Regions from separate parts of the Hordeum vulgare genome. Here region 1 is linked to region 2. Evidence: chromatin contacts called from public Hi-C data. All regions are on one chromosome and are shown on one strand. The core of a region is the stretch at or near the end of the contact, and the rest is flanking DNA. Distances in the headings are between cores, read along the strand shown.

Region 1 (6,104 bases), core at 515-3,014, 240 kb after region 2:
GGCTTTAAGTCAAACTCGGCGTCTGTTTGCATCTCAGAAAAGGCTTGCATTCTTTTGTTTCCCGCAGCTAGTTAAGAAAAATTTAACAAGTTAAATTGGATGATAATCGTTTCTTGGGCTGAGAATTACATGTTTGTATCACACGTCCTTACTTGGTACGATGTAATGTTTGTGGTGTCTTGTAGCGTTTCCAATCATCTGCTGCTGCCTAAGGCCTTCTTTATCGGTGTAAGTTTGGCAAGTCAGGACTTGCTGAACATGGAAAGTAAGTGTCACTCGTAAATCCTGCAGCTCTATCAGCACAAATTCTCGTGCTCAAATAGTCAGTACCTGGTTCAAGGATGCTACTTTCAGCTCAACAGTTGAGACCTCTGAAACCTGTTGTTCATACAGGTCCGTCAATTTGTAGGCAACTGTGCCAAGGTGGTCGACCGCGTTAACCAGGGCCCTGACAGCATAATCCTTCAAGTTGTCCAGCACGCTGATAACAAGAAACATGGGAAAAATGATCAGGCAACCTCTCACTGCATGTTGCACATCTGCACAGTGATCACCTAGCAGAAACTTGATGCGTCATTTTGTTCTTCCATATTTACGAATCCTTGGTTCCATTTGCAGTGCAATCAGATGCAGAAGATGGACGCATCCATTCAACAAAAATTAACAAGGTAGCCTCTATTTCTAAGTCAACCAAGAAGTTCTTACTTCTAGGTGGACGATTCTGAGTGTTTATTCTTTATCCAATGAGAATCGCGAAGTTGCACAATTTGGAATAACTATTTCTCAAGCGACCGTAAGATAGCAAATCTGAATTATGAACAGTTGTGCAAAGAAATCGAAAATTCCTACAGCCTTCAGTACCCATGATTAATTCTCTAGTGGTGTCTCAGCATTTAAGCCTCCGCACCTGGAGAGTGTTTCTCAATCAATTGCCCTTTATTTTGTCAGCTCCTGCCTCATGGGTAGATGGGTGCAAATATGCTACTAGCATACTACTGAACCAATCAATGCTTCATATAAAGCCATTGCCCATCATTGGTAGAATCACAACACCAAAATAGAAGTCAGGCAGAAAGTTTGGTTTAAACATCGGGCAGCAACATCAAGTAAACAATGATTGCCACACATGCAAAGTTGTTGTTACCCCAGAAATTGCGACCGAGTTGCTACAGAATTGAGTGCTAGAACTGGGAATCGCAGTGGAGACGAGAATGGCTCACATATGCTTCTGCTCGCTGTGGAGGTACGACTTCTCGCAGTACTCCGCGGCGGAGTAGAGCTGCGGGCGCAGGTTCTTGAGCTCCTGCACGCGCCGCAGACGCAAGTCACTCCAATATATAAGTATACCAAAAAGAAGCGGAAAACGCGGATCTATCGGCACGGCGATTGAGGCGAAAGCCAGGTTGGGTAGCAGCGGGATCTCCCGGATCCTGGCCGGCGGCGTACCTGGAGCGCCTTGACGAAGCTCTTGCTCCGCTCCATGGACGCCTCGTCGAAGGTGGCGGGAGCAGGGCGGGCGGCGTCGGACCCGGCCACCCACGAGGGCGGCGCCTGCAGCTGCTGCTGCTGCTGCTGCATCGCGTCCTCTGCTCGCTCCTGTCGTCGGTGGCAGCGGAGCGGAGTGGGAAGCGGGGAGGCCAAGGCACGTCAGCAGGAAGCAAGGTAGCGAATGCGATTCGCGTCTGCTGTCCCGCCTGGCGGGTGCAGCAGCAGCTCGCGTATTGGAGGAGGTAGCTGCTGTCCGGCTCCGGCTCCGGCTGCGTGCCGCGTGCGGGAGTGGAGGCAGGTGGTGAAGTGGGGCAGCGAGCGAGGAGGTGAGGGTGGGCGCGGATGGCGACGGCGGACGGGGTCGTGTTGGTTGCTAGTCGCTTTACTTCTAGTCAATGTGCGCAGCACCCACCCGCGCACTTGCCAAATGACGGCAGCAGATTAGCGGAATCGAGTGCAAGCTTTGTCAGCCTCTTTTTTTCCTTCGCGGGAAGTCTAAATAATCTAGTACTCCCGAAATATAAAAGCTTTTTAAACACTAAATTAGTGATTTAAAAGCATCTTCAACAGTGACCTAAAAAACGTGCGCACGGATTAAACATGATTTTTAACGCGCGCGGGACGAAATCGCGCTCCAGCGAACGCGGTAAAAAAACGCGCGCGTAAAACTATTGTGCGCGGGAGAAAGCGGGCGGTCGCGCGTCAGATTTGGCGCACCGCTTTCAGACGCTATAAAATGCCGCGCCCGTCACGCGGCTGCCCATAGCCACACGCCTCTCCCTCGTCGCTTCCTCGCCTCTCCCTTGCCTCTTCCTCTGCCTCTCCCTCGCCGCTCCCTCTGTCACCATGCCTCTGTGCCGCCGTGCATCCTCGAACTACCGCGGCGTCCGCGAGCGCCCCACCGGCACCTACTATGCCGAGATCCGGTCCGGCGACGTCCGCGTCGGCCTCGGCACGTTCGAGACCGCGCACGACGCGGCGGCGTGGCAACTAGGAACGCCTCGCGCGTAGATGAATTTCCATGACATCTACACGCGCGAGCAGGCGCAGGACCTCGCCCCTCCCCCTCGTCTGATCACGGAGCAAGACCGTGCAGAGCACCGTCAGCAGCAGCAGCGCCTGCTCGTCACCGAGGAGGACGAGCGAGCCATGGCGGAGTGGCGCCGGCGTGACCCGAAGGACGTCGCCGCCGAGAACGCCTTCTGGGCGGAGAGGACGGCAACGCGTCGCGAGGAGCGGCAGGACAGGCGTCGGCGCAAGTTACTCGCTATATCGCAGTGTGTGGCCGTCAACAACTGTGGGACGTCCATCTTCACTTCTGACGATGAACGTTGGGAGGACGCATGGCTATCTACCTTGGACAGCATCCACAGTGACAACTTGAAGTAGTTTTATCTATATATGCTAGTTTTATTATCTATATGTTGGACTAGTTTACATTATCTATGTGTTGAACTAGTTTTATTATCTATATGTAATATATTATCTATATTATCTACTCCCTCCGTTCCGAAATATAAGACCTTTTAAAGATTTGACTATAGATTACATGCGGAGTAAAATGAGTGAACCTACACTTTAAAATATAACTACATACATCCGTATGTGGTATATAGTGAAATCTCTAAAAGGTCTCATATTTAGGAACGCGTGAGTATATGTTTTATCATGTTGGTGCGACGACAACAATGAACTATATATAACGTGTTGGACAAGTTTTAAGTGTTATTTGCAGCGGATGCTGAAGCGCCGCGGGCGCGCTAAGTATGCTGCGACCGCTGGAGCCGACGCTCGTCTGCGCCCTAAAAATAATAATCGCGCGTTGTAAATCCGTATTTTGGGCGTCGGTCGAAGCGCGCCTGTTGGAGATGCTCTAAACATTTTTATATTTTTTACGAAGAGAGTACTTTTTATTTTTCTTATTACTCCCTTCGTTTCAAAATAACTGTCTCAACTTTATACTCTCTCTAGTATAAAATTGTATTAAGCGTAGGATAGTTATTTTGAGACCAAGGTAGTATTACCGATGATGATTGACAAAAAGAAAAGTGAGTTTGTCTCCTCTGTCGCTGTTCCGTTTTTTGGACGTTTCACGATGGCCTCTCGTCCTTGCACTTGACTGTTGCTGTTTGGTTGCCAAGATGTTTGGTGTGGTTGGTGCGTTGGTACCTTTCGGTTGTCGTTGTACATTGCAAATTTGTGCGTACCAAATTATGATGGCCTTGAGATGCTTGAGATAAAGTCATTTACTCATAAAGAAATACAAGAAAAAGTATCAATCTATCATCTTCAATCATGATAGTACAATGAAAACTACAAATAATAAAAATTACATTCAGATCTGAAGATCACCTAGCGACAACTACAAACACTGAAGCGAGTCATCGCCCCTTTCTTATTGGAGTCTGTCAAACGTTATTGTAATGAACAGTCAGGAAGTCGTCGTGCTAAGACCCTATAAGACCAACACACCAAAACAACAACCGTCGTAGATATGTAGATCGTAATTATCCAACCTAAAAACCCACAAACAAATACAAACGACAAACAGACCCAAGCAAAGACATCAAAGACAGATCCACCAGAGACACGTTTTCACCCGCTCATCGAGATGCTAGACGCATCACCGGAACGAGGGCTAGGCGGGAAGACCTTTATTCCATCTTTAGGAAGCTGCCATCGTCTCGCCTTCCTGAGCAAAATACAAACCCTAACAAATCTTGATGAAAGATCTAAAAACGGAGCCCACCCACCGACAAGGGTCGAGATCCACTCTGCCTCCATGGCCCTAAGGCCATCAAAGACGAGGCAGACCAACGACGACGCTGGCGGGAGGCGGTGGAGCCCTAGGCTTTTTTGGACGACGGCTAGGCATGTGCCTTGCCAACGTACGTAGTCATTTGCTCATTTTGATCTGCATATAGTCTATATTAAAATGTTTAAAAAATATATATTTATGACCGAAGGAGTATTAGAAGGAGAAATAGTTATATATTTTTTTGAAGTATATATACTTATACCTAATATATACCTACTAAAAATGGGTTACTCCTATATTTAATACATATATTATTACTTAGGGTACGTCATGTAAATTGCCTCAAAAAATATAAAATATTATCCATCAGTGCCTCCTATAAATCACAAAATCATTTTACAGGAAAATTCCATGACTGGGCCGGTCCATGTAAGGACCTTCTATATTGTGCTTTGCACGCTGGAAGCAGATACATCACTTCCGGTTTGGGCCAATCCATGTCCGAACGGCCTAATTTTGAAATTTCATTTTTTATTTTATCTTATTTTCCATTTTCGTGTTTTACTTTAAATAATTTGGGATTTAAAAAAAATAGTCAATAAAAAATGTTAGTGGATTAGAAAAATACTCTCCTCACAAATAAAATGATTGTTTATTAAAAATATATTCTGAATTTGGAAAATAAATGTTTGAGAAATTAAAAGTGTTCATCATTTTTTAAAACTCGTGTATTAAGAAATGTTAATAAAATTGAACCAAATTACGCCAAGCCAAAAAAAATTCATGGCTGCAAAAATATCCTAATTTTTTAAAAACTGTTCATGACTTACAAAATATTTTACTCAATCATAAAATGTTCGCCAATTCAAAAAATGATCATGCATTTCCAAAGATGTTCATTAAATAAAAAAATGTTCATAAAATCACCAAATGTTCGTGAATTTCATAAATTATTCCACCAATTTTGTAAACAAATGTTCGTCGATTCCAGAAATGTTTGCCAATTCATAAAAAATGTTTCCAAATGTTCACATTTTTTAAAAATGTTTGTAAATAGCATGAAATGTTCATGAATTAATAATTTTATTAATGAATTAATAAAATATTATTGATTTCAGAAAATGCTCGAAAATTTGTAATAGTATTTTGTTCACGATTTCAAATATGTGTAGGAGTTTAAGGGTTCATGATTCGTGAAATTGAGAGCGATGATGTATCTCGGTGATGCAGCAAAATATGGTCATGGCCATTAGAGATTTTGATTTTTTTTCCCCATTGCAATGCACGGGCACTTTTTTGCTAGTCATATCTATAAAAGTTCACTGGAGGTACAAAGCATCTCAAACACAATAAAAAATTACATCAAGATTCGAGCTCCCCCCTCCCGCCCCGAACAATCACTACTGCTGCTAGAATACGTTGATGTCGTTGCTTCCCTATCGAAGTGTGCTTGACCTTGTCGATGACAACCAAAAAGTATTCATGCATGTGCCCCTAAGGTTGAGCGCCCAGGAGCGGCAATCCTCGCCGTTGAACCATTGCATGGATCTGAAGCATCTGACAGCAAATCTCGTCACATGACAAAAAATCCTAACCTCACCATCCCAAGAAGACGATAAAAATCTACACCAAACTCCATTGACTACGCCGAGAGACAAGTCAAAAAGGATCGAAGCTCAAAACACAAACTTAAAGAAAAGGCGATTCGTCCGAACGATGCACCTACCAGGACAAAAAGAGAACCTAACCTAAAGTAGTGCCAAAGGGGAGGCACCGCCCAATAAAAGCTTTAAGATTAGCATTTTTGCCGCACATGCTCACACTGGTAAATTGTTTCGGTACTGATCGTTGTGTCTGT
Region 2 (5,497 bases), core at 2,729-5,228:
CATCCACAAACACATGGGCAATTATTCTAGTAAGTTCAACAGCATAGTTCGCAATTTGTAGGTGGCGCGTCAGCGTCTATACCACCATTTCATAGCAGACATTCAGAACCACACTTGAGATATGTTTGTCCAGAATAATGTAGCGCTGCTTAACATAATCATTAAAAAACTGATAAACAACGCCTGTTTTCATATAAATGATCAGGAGGCAGTACGACATATGATCATAACACCGTCGCTGCAGCAACTGAACCAATCATGTGATCGAGGAAATACACACCAAGTCCAAAGATGAGGGACAATAACATCGAAATGACACATCCCTCGAAAGTATTCTTGGAAGATAATGGGGCCAGGAAGATGTCTAAGCGGTATTCAAGAAGTTACAGTAGAAGATAATTAGAACATGCGCCGCCGATTTGGAACAATCTCAGGGCTGTTGTTTCTCATCATGGCAACAAACTCCTGGTAGTTGATTCTTCCATCCTGACAATTAATAAGAAGAAAATTATTAGCACCGTGATGAACTGAGACAGGCAGCCATTTGTTAACTCAAGTTGTAGCTCCGAAAATGTAAAATAGGGTCAGTAATGATTGTCATTCTCCATGCCGGCTTGTGAAGCAGAAGTAGTGATGATACAAGTTTACGGATGGAGTCATAGAATCAGTTAACAAACTGGTCAAGATACATTGTGCACATTCTTATTTATATTTATGATTTATCTACATGAATTTAGTTCAATGTGTTTATATACATCACTAATATAGATAGATGAGTAACTCCTAGCAAAAGCAAAACAAAAGAGATGACAGCATCATGAAAGAAGTCGACATGTGCACATGGCACACATATGAACAAGTGGATTTTATGTGCAATCATTTTGATGTTTGTAACATAGACTTACATGATCTGTATCTACTTCAGCAATGATATCTTTAATTGTTTTATCATCCCCCATGTCATACTTCTTCAGAGCTTCTTCCAGCTCATCTACTGTTATGTATCTGCACACACAGATTTCAGCAATTAGAAAAACAATGCAAACAGTCAGAACTCAAAATAATAGAATATGGCATTCAAGTTAAGTTCAATTACCCGCTGTGGTCCTTATCAAAATATTCAAATGCTTTAAGTATGTGGTCTTCCTTCTCCAATCTATTCATGTGCATTGTCGCTGATACGAACTCAGAATAATCAATGGTCCCATTTCCATCAACATCAGCCTGTTTTGTCATAAAGGAAAAAGAATAAGGACACAAAATGGCTTATGCTAGAACTAAGGGAAGTTGGAAACAGTTGCAAAGCACTTTTAAACATGCTACCATCAAACTCTTCCTACCAAATGAGCACACAATGATATTTTGTGGTCTACATTGATACATCATCGTCAAGAAAACTATGCGAAGTTGCAAGTGGCCTATTTTCTTTTTCTTTTGAAGTAAGGTAGGTTCTAGGAAACTCATATGGTATGGGAGAATGTAGCATGTAAAAAACAATAGTATATGCCTGTGGAGTACAAACATACCGCCTCCATTAACTGTGTAATTTCTGATTCAGAAATTTTGGTGCCAAGTTTTGGTAAACCAGATCTTAGCTCTTCAAGAGTAATTGTCCCACTGTTATCAGTGTCCAGGGATCTGAACATTTCTTTCAAGCCTGTAATCTCTTCCTCAGACAAGTTCTCTGCAACGATCTGGTTATAATGGAGGAAAATAGTAGATTTAGTTGCTAATGAAACTCAATGCCAGCAGGAAAGGTAAATATTATTAAGTCTTCAATAACCTTCAATGCAACTTTCTTAAGCTTGTTCATCGCCCTGAACTGCTTCATTCTACTGATAACAGTAATGTCAAGTGGCTTATCTGGAGCCTCTCCATCTTCCCTGATCCATGGGTGATCTGAATGTGTAAAGTATTAGGTCAGAAATTATATTTCCAAACAGCACATAAATGAATACTTAGTCCCTAAAGAAAGATGACAGGTCTTCAACAACGAGAATAAACTCAGTAATCTACTTCTGAATTACTAATAACATTATTAGCAGTGCTTTGTATAAAAAAATACAGATGGAATACACTGGGACAAATGACTGATTTTGATCTGCTAATAATCTACTAGGCGAGTGCACATCTCTTTACAAATAAGAATGACATGCTATGAAATGTGTGTGCAGTCACATGATAACAGAAAGAGCAGTTGATAATTACTCAAAATCTCCGCAGCAGTCAAGCGCTCTTTGGGGTCTTGCCGCAACATCTTCTTCACCAAATCTTTTGCACCATTAGATATTGAAGGCCAAGGGTCAGATGAGAAATCTATGTGACCAAGCAAGACAGCCTCAAATATGCCATCCTCATTGTCTGGAAAATAGAACATGTGTGTTAATGGATAAATAAAAAGCAGAAAATCTAACTCGGATGAGAATTGGCACACATCACCTGCCCAAAAAGGAGGAACACCAGACAGAAGGATGTACAGAATAATCCCAGCACTCCATATGTCAGCTTCTGCTCCATAGTGCCGCTTCAGAACCTCAGGAGCAACATAATACGCACTTCCAACAAGATCCTTAAACTGCTCCCCTGTAAGATTCATAGTAGGCCTTAGCTCATTTTAAACATGCCGTGAATACAAAGAAAATTAAAAGCCAGCTCTATTTTGTACTTTCTAGTGATAAAGAGCACGGCAACAACAGTTTGCATGTGAAGCATCTGGTTTCGTCGGAAAAATTTAGGTGTCATTTCTGGTACATGTGCACGCATGTTTTGCAGGGTATATATGCCATCCTTTTTTCCCTCAACTATCAATGATAGGAACAACATTGTGCACAGATGTAAATAATGCAAATCTATAATGTCATTTCATTATCACCTTGTGCACCAAGCCAGAGCTGTCCCCAAAGAACTAAGAGTAGATGGTGGATCACTACATCCCCATACCAACAACAGCACACAACAAGAATCAAAGCTATAACATCTACAAGATCTAAGTATGACATAAGCATAAGCCAATTGCTGTCTCGTATCTAGCTCTAATTTTAGCACCTCCCAACTTCAAACCTCTCGATCCACGGGAATCGGTTAAAAGTCAAACCAAAATCCACATCAAGTCGAAGACGGGAAGAATCTCTCACAATTCAATCCATACCCGACTGAGTCAAATGAAGCGCTCACCGTGTTTGAAGAAGACGGAGAGGCCGAAGTCAGTGGCCTTGAGCGGCGAGTCCTCCTTGTTATTCAGAAACAAAAAGTTCTCGGGCTTGAGATCCCGGTGGAAAACCCCCATGGAGTGGCAGCTATGCACAACGGAGACCATCTCGCGGCAGAGCAAGGCGGCGGCTCGCTCGGAGTAGTGCCCCCGCGCGATGATGCGGTCGAATAGCTCCCCTCCCTCACACAGCTCCATGATGAGGTTGACCGAGTGGCGGTCCTCGTAGGCGCCGCGGAGCTCGACGATGTTGCGGTGACCCGTGAGGTGGTGCATGATCTGCACCTCGCGCTGCACATCCTCGATGTCATCGCGGTGGACGAGCTTCCGCGTGGCGATGGACTTGCAGGCGAAGCGCTGGCCCGTAGCCTTGTGCGTGACGAGGTAGGTGACCCCGAACTGCCCCCGGCCGAGCTCGCGGCCGAAGGTGTAGGTCGCGCGCACGTCCTCCATCGGACGTCCCAGAACGCGGCCCATGGCTACCTGTCCCGCTTCCGGCGTCGGGGCCGGGGCCGGCGCCGTCTGTGGCTTCGGCTTCGGCTGCGGCTGGGGTTTGGGCTGGGCCGTCGGCGGAGGGGCCGCGGCCGGCTGGTCGGCGGCGGCGCGGCGGTGGCGCGAGGTGCGGTTGCCCATTGTGTGCGAATGGGTTTGACGAAGGGAGATCGAGGCGATAGGGGGCTCGCTCGGGGTTTGAAGCAGCAGCGGTGCTAGCGTGGGAGTTTTGGGGGAGAGACGACCGTGGAGACCGCGTGATCTGCGCTGCGGTGTTGGGGTGGGGGAATCGATCGGGTGGGTGCGGAAGGGAAGCGAGTTGCCGGGTTGTGGCGGGGAGGTTGTCCGTCCGTGAGCCGGTGAAATCACTGTGTTTTTCTTTCGGATTCACTGTGTTGATCTTGTGACACAAGTTTAGTCGACTCCTCTTCGAAAGTCTTAACATGATCTGCCCCTCCCAACAACTAGGGTATCTATGGTGATGAAGTTACTAAGGTTGCTTTGCGATTGTTAAATATGACGTTTAAAGTATTAATCTCGTTTTTTGAAATTACACATAGATGTACCATACCTTTTTTTAGTAAAGGTATAACATGAATATTATCACTCACTGTGAATAACCAGTATAACATGAACACCACATCTAGATAAGACTAGATACAACCACCGATGACCAAACAAACTACAAAGAAAAAGTGTCTACCGTGCTAAGAACAACACTGTGTATCGACCAACGTCGGGCACCTCTGAAGACCCCACCCCCACCCCCCAGCTCCTACTGAATTTCGCTTGTTAACGCACCATCCATCGTGAATGACTAAGAGGGGGTAGGGTCTCGCCCTCATAGCTTGTGGATAGCCCTTAAGTCGGTTGAATCTCTCCTTTGGCTGCAAGAAAGATAATTTCTTGATAAAAATCCCTTTAAAATTTCAGCCCAATTGAAGTTACGGATCTCCGGATATTTAAGAAACGGTGAAGGGCGAGAAAACAGGTCACGAAAATAGAAGAGAAAGAGAGAGAGAGATCCAATCCCGGGGGGGCTGCTGCCCTCCGGGTGCCATGGCGGCCATGGACGAGAGGAAAAAAACCTCGCACCCAGGGAGGAGGCCAAGGAAGAGGAAGAAGGTTGGGGGCTATCTCCCCCTCTCTCCCGGTGGCTCCGGAGCGACGTCGGGGCAACCATCGTGACGGCGAGCTACACCAACAACTTTATCGCCGTCGCCACCAACTCTCTCCTCCTCTATGCAGCGGTATAAAACTTCTCTTCCCCACTGTAATCTTTACTTGAACATGGTGCTTAATGCTATATATTATTAATTTATTATCCAATGATGTGTGGCTATCCTAAGATGTTTGAGTAGATTTCTTTTGTCCTACAGATTAATTGTGATATGATGTTATTGATATGAGTTGTGTGTTGATATGGTGTTGCCCTAAGGTGCCTTCCGTAAGGTGCACACGTGAAGGATTAACGCTGGAGGTTTTGCAATATGTTCATGATTCACTTATAGCGAGTGGCTAGAGTGACAAAAGCTTACACCCGAGTAAGGGAGTTATGTGTGTACCGGAGTAAAGAGGACTTGATGTTTAACGCTATGGTTGAGTTTACCTTAATGATTTCTAGTAGTTGTCGATGCTTTCTAGAGGTCCAATCATAAGTGCATATGATCCAAGTACGAAAAGTGTGTTAGCGTATGTCTGTCCCTTATTGCATGTGATAAGTATCTATCATGTTATATTCAATTGCCTATGGAAAATCTTTCTCTTGCGTTACACAAAAAGCTTTCTACTAAACAA

What was found. Hi-C and Micro-C count contacts between places; a contact is called where the count stands out from the background.
Region 1: a contact with region 2 is called in a Hi-C map of leaf, with 5 times the contacts expected there. The contact joins the promoter of LOC123443914 here to the promoter of LOC123443913 in region 2. A contact is called at or near these places in 1 of 6 Hi-C or Micro-C datasets (leaf) and 1 of 1 datasets of contacts at active chromatin or transcription factors (embryo).

The regions. Positions count from the first base shown.
Region 1 is chr3H:378,635,672-378,641,775 of MorexV3_pseudomolecules_assembly, forward strand. LOC123443914 (probable protein ABIL1) reads right to left here and starts at 1,765. Exons shown (of 9, transcript XM_045120473.1): 1 at 1,447-1,765; 2 at 1,221-1,303; 3 at 331-481; 4 at 153-252; 5 at 1-67. The coding sequence starts at 1,578.
Region 2 is chr3H:378,397,217-378,402,713 of MorexV3_pseudomolecules_assembly, forward strand. It overlaps LOC123443913 (calcium-dependent protein kinase 1), which reads right to left and starts at 3,979. Exons shown (of 8, transcript XM_045120472.1): 1 at 3,175-3,979; 2 at 2,440-2,583; 3 at 2,209-2,361; 4 at 1,784-1,899; 5 at 1,527-1,694; 6 at 1,097-1,224; 7 at 906-1,005; 8 at 162-486. The coding sequence starts at 3,841. The coding sequence ends at 400.